Regions from separate parts of the Zea mays genome. Here region 1 is linked to region 2. Evidence: chromatin contacts called from public Hi-C data. All regions are on one chromosome and are shown on one strand. The core of a region is the stretch at or near the end of the contact, and the rest is flanking DNA. Distances in the headings are between cores, read along the strand shown.

What was found. A called contact is a pair of places that touch in the nucleus more often than the background predicts.
Region 1: a Hi-C map of leaf shows a contact between it and region 2, with 4 times the contacts expected there. The contact joins two enhancer-like sites. A contact is called at or near these places in 3 of 25 Hi-C or Micro-C datasets (ear, endosperm and leaf).

Annotation. Positions count from the first base shown.
Region 1 is chr1:94,981,362-94,984,061 of Zm-B73-REFERENCE-NAM-5.0, forward strand. No RefSeq gene overlaps it. Among protein-coding and RNA genes, the nearest start is that of LOC109943658, 73 kb to the left of the region's middle. Within about 2 kb of position 1,335, at least 18 of the 20 cell types and tissues checked have an H3K27ac peak or open chromatin away from gene starts, as enhancers often do. A contact at or near this core is called in ear and leaf, where this site is marked.
Region 2 is chr1:94,809,492-94,812,191 of Zm-B73-REFERENCE-NAM-5.0, forward strand. No RefSeq gene overlaps it. Among protein-coding and RNA genes, the nearest start is that of LOC103637669, 30 kb to the left of the region's middle. Within about 2 kb of position 1,385, at least 16 of the 20 cell types and tissues checked have an H3K27ac peak or open chromatin away from gene starts, as enhancers often do. A contact at or near this core is called in ear and leaf, where this site is marked.

The DNA.
Region 1 (2,700 bases), core at 85-2,584, 170 kb after region 2:
GCCAAATCTGCACAGCTGCGGTTCAGTGGCGAACCAACAAAGGGGAGAGGGGGTGCGCAGCGTACAGCCAGGAAAGCCATCGCCGATTTCTTTACAGGTGAACAGTTCCCACGAACATCATCCAATTTACTAACAGAAAAATTATACCTTTTGATTTCTTACACGAGAGACTGAAGCCTATCGCATAGGACAGTTCGGCTATGCCGGAAGACCTGTCGGCTGGACGAAGAGTTGGTGCAGATCGGATCAGCAGCAACATCGAGGTAGAGCGTGCTGATAACGTGTTGAGAACTACGTTACCGCGGATCACCAGATCCGCTTCATTCCCTCCCGTCAGAAGTAGAGGCGCAAGAAGATGTAGAGGATCCGTCTCCCTTCCCATAAGCACGACAGAGGAAACACATAAGACACCGGATATAGGGTTGGGCCCCTGGCCTCTTTCTCATCTCTGTATTATGAGGAGGGTACATGTTCCTTTTATAGAGATGTGAGACCCCTCAGAGACAAAGTCGGTATTTGTCCATATAACACTAACTAGAGTTACTTAACAGGTTTAAGGCAGATGCTGCCTCTAGAAAGGAAGAGAACTTGGCGGATCCTGGGCCATTTGTGGGGAAAGGAAACGTGTTGTTCCTGGGCCGGTCCGGCGTGGTAGAAACGGCCAGCCCACAAAGTACTGCTCCTTGCAGCTCTGCTTATCATATTCTTCTCCTTCGGCGGACCAAGCAACTTCACGAAATCTGGCCTACGACTTCATTCATTTTGGACTCTCCCTGGACTTTTGCGAGAGCGAGGAATATCCCATTTTTTTTTAAAAAAAGTTGAGCAAGGAAAGATTTGCAACGCACGTTGGCCGTGGCGACAGGCCAGCAGCTACGCTGAAAGGCTGAAACCACCGACGTAGCTTCCGTCTCATCTGCCCACCTCGTGTGATTCCTTTTTTTTCTTCCCCCTCCAAACGGACGCAGCATCATGTAGCTTTGTAACGTGCTGGGGCAGGCACGCAACGCAACGACGCAAAGCGGTATACGTTTACTATCTGGGATAGTAGTAGTGGATGGATCATGGATAGATATAGCTAGATACGATTGCTTCATTAAAGCTAGCTTTTTAAAAAGTTGTAGCTGCAAAAATATTATAGAAGTAACAGGAGCCGGTACAAATTAAAGTCAAACGAGCAGTCTATTGTAAAAGTCCTATTCTAAAAGGATGTAAAGAGAGAACTAGAAACAGGCATAATGCAGGCGCAGACATAGCCTCAGGGTTTAGGGTGAGGCGACCGTGGCGGGCGTCGTCTGCTCTGCTTTCCACGGTCCTCCTCTCGCGTGCGCCGTGTGTGTTGCGTGCCACATCTCCGAATCCTACTACCACAGGAGCCAACACCAACAGGCACGGGGGACGGGAGGTGTGTGGCTTCAAGCACACGCATCGTCCTCATCTACTCAGCCAGCTCCGATCCATACGGACAAAACACTGTACAACAAACCCAATTTTTTGTATTTTGTCCTTTTCTCGGAAAAAAATTCACGTTTGGATCCTAAAAAATTTTAATGTCATTTTTGGACCCTTTGCTCGGCGCCATAGTCTATGGCGCCGAGGTAACACATCTCGGCGCCATAGGCTATGGCGCCGAGGTACGTGCTACGCTGGCACAGCCCGGACGACGTGGCGACGACGTGGCACCAAGCTCGGCGCCAAGATCTATGGCGCCGAGCTCGAATATATAACAATAAAGTTGTCTAGCTCAGTCGGTAGAGTGCAAGGCTTTTAACCTTGAGGTTGTGGGTTCGAGCCCCACCGTGGGTGTTTAATATTTTTTATTTTTGTCACTAATTTTTTGTTTCCTTATTAGCTCAGGACACAAACTAAATGTGCGTGCCATGGGATGCAACTCCAAAAATCTATCCTTGCTTTGTTTTGTTTACTGAACCACAACAATTCACTGTCTGATTTCCTTCTTTTTCTTTAGGCTGCAGGCCTTTATTTCCGAGGTCAGCGCATTTGGCAGGCCGCTATGGATGACCTAATGGCCCAAGGAATGCGTTATGCTAATCAGGTATTTACACTTAATTTCCCCTACTCTTCTGTTACTCATTTTTCTTTAGCTTTTCAGAGGTCATTTTCATGTCCCTGATGCAATTTATCGTATACCAGGCCCTTCTTTCTGGATGCTCTGCCGGTGGTGTTTCTACCATACTTCACTGTGATGAATTCCATGGATTGTTTATTTCCTTTTTTGTTTTTTGACTGATTTTGGACTCTAAAACTCCAATAATCTAATGCATTCGAAATTAGACTTTTAATATTAATTAAATTTTATCATTGTACATCACTAGTAATGTAAGATTAACATAGTCATTTGTTTATGATATAAATATTTTTAACATTTTATATGATGTACTTCAGTTTTTAGTATATTATTTAATGTTTAATCACTTGTAATTAGTGAGATGACAGAATGATTGACATTGTAGACAACTTTTGTTTCGTGTGAGAGGAGTTTGTTTTTCCTACATGAATATTTGACTGGATCAAACCCTAGCTATATATAAAGGGAGCTGTTTCCCCGCAGCTTTCATTCGCGCATGGATTTAGCGATGATCCCTATTGTGTTCAGCTGATTTTACAAGAAAATAAAAAAATTAATGTAATCAAAGGAGCAGATATAAGGAGCGGCATAAACGAAAAAAATCTTGACAA
Region 2 (2,700 bases), core at 135-2,634:
ATCGCCTGACACCTTATCCTAACACACGTGCCTCAGTCGGCAGGGTCGAAGTGACCACAGTCACTTCGCCCTTCCACTGATCGACCTGACAGGAAAACAACGCCGCCTGCCCCGCTCCGACTGTTGTGCCACCCGCCAGGGTGAGGCTGACAACAGCCAAGTTAGGCGCAACAGGAAGCTCCGCCTCGCCCGACCTTGGGCCTCGGCCTCGGAAGGTGGTCTCTGCCTCGCCCGACCCCAGGGCTCAGCCTCAACCTCGGCCTCGGAAGGTGGTCTCCGCCTCGCCCGACCCCAGGGCTCGGCCTCAACCTCGACCTCGGAAGGTGGTCTCCGCCTCACCCGACCTCAGGGCTCGGCCTCAACCTCGATCTCGGAGGAATCGCGTCCTCACCCGACCCCGGCCTCGGCCTCAGGAGGAGTCTCCGCCTCGCCCGACCTTGGGCTCCGACCGACCGTGCCACGGGGGATACATCATTACCCTACCCCTAGCTAGCTCAGGCTACGGGGGAACAAGACCGGCGTCCCATCTAGGCTCGCCCCGATAACAAGTAATGATGGCTCCCCGCGTGCGTCCATGACGACGGTGGTTCTCAGCCCCCCTACGGAAGCAAGGAGACGTCAGCAAGATCCCAGCAGCCCCGACAGCTATGCTTCTACAGGGCTCAAGCACTCCTCCGACGGCCACGTTACCGCGTACACAGGGCTCTAGCACCCCTCCGACAGCCACGTTGGCATGTACACAGGGCTCAGGCACCTCTCTGCCGGGCACGTTAGCGCATAGCTACACCCCCATTATACACCTGGACCCTCTCCTTGCATCTATAAAAGGAAGGTACAGGGCCTCCATGCGGGAGGGTCGCGCGGGAGAACGAGCTGACGAACAGGCTCACTCTCTCTCTCTCGCGAACGCTTGTAACCCCTACTACGAGCGCATCCCCTGGCGCAGGATAACACGAGTCGCGTTTTCCCCCCTTGTGTTCCATCTCGCGCCAACCCATCTGGGCTGGGACACGCAGCGACAAATTTACTCGTCGGTCCAAGGACCCCCCGGGGTCGAAACACCGACAATTACATTTTGAGGTATTTATTTAAATAAGTAATAAATAAATAAATAAGTAAAATAAACTTGCATCTCATGCTGGACTTTTGTATGTTGCATTTAACTTATGTTTTAATTTTAAATCAGATTCACATTTGATTTTGAAAATAAAAAGGAAAAACAGAAAAAATAAAAAGAGAAAAGAGAAAAAACAAAAAAATTGACACTTGGGCCGAAATGCGATAGTCGGCGCACTTCCTCTCTTTCTTTCCCCTCACCCGCTTGGCCCAACCAGGCGACACACCGACGGCTAGAGACACCCTGTGTGCCTAGGTCCGTTCTGCGTTCACTTGCACGTGGGCCCTCTTGCCAACCTCACACTGCCGGACAACTCTTACTCCGTTGGGTGGGACTCCTTCGACAGGATAATCATCTCCATGCCGATTTCGTTGTGATCCTCCGCGATCTCCGTAACAAACCAGGCCATCGGCTAAGTGCCAACCAACCTTCCCTCCGGGTATAAGTAGCCAGGCTCCGCAACCCCGTTCAGCATACCAGGTCGCATCGGCAACCCGAGGGAGACACCATCGACCAAGCAGAGAACCGAGGGGAGAGGGAGGTACCCGCCACCGTAGAAGATGGACTACCAGCGTCATTGGGTCCACAGAGACTGGTCAGGACACTTCACCGAATCCCCAGGAAGGAGTACAAAGTATGCATGTGATTGGACGTCGAGTGGGGATCGATGAATTCCTCACCGGAGTATTTAATTTAGGTCCTATTTTTTTATGTTTTAACCCCTGAGCTTCTAAAAATAGTAGCCGAAGTCCATTAGGCTCCGGGAAGGTATAAAATTAAAACAGACAATGATTTTTAGTATAAAAATAATTCTAGAAACTTAGAAAAATCATATCTTCTTCATTTTAACTCGGATTTTAGTGGTTCTTGAACCTACAGACTCGTGTAGACGTGTAGAATATTCTTACAAAGTTTGTTTCCATGTTTGGTGTAATGTTATTTGCCTCTATGTATGTTTTGCTGTGAATAGAAGTGAGGTTACGAGGAATCTAAAGCCGAACTTGGAAAAGTAACTGGAGTTGCACCATAAAGGCATGTCCTTGATCACATTCTTGACATAATAATATTGATGTTCTCACCATGCATGCACTGTTAGGTTAAATTGATGGGACCTAATAGGTTACCTAATCTTGTTTACCCTATGCCTTGCTTATAAATGAATTATTGGATAGAATTGCTATTCTTTGCTTGGTTTTGGGTTAATAAAACTTATGAATCATGATCATGTTCTAATTATGATTTATTATTGCTAGATTATTTATCATGTATGACAAGATTATCTTAGCTTAGTGTATTTTATTAAGTTATTTTTTGTAAAGACGTTTCGTTATTTAATAAAGCTTGTGACATTGGTTTCTATACACTAAGTCGTCATATGTCTAAAACTTGATTTCTCCTTAAATGAGATACATATCCGTGTGTGATAGGTCATTGGAGCTATTACAGCGAAAAATTACGTTTGTCGTGCAAAGATCCTTCATGGAAAAGCCAAACGAATCAAACTCAATAGAGCAAAGTTTTACATGAGTAAATTTGTGAACAGATAAAAGGTTACGAATTAGTTTTGGAATGTGAAGGACCTT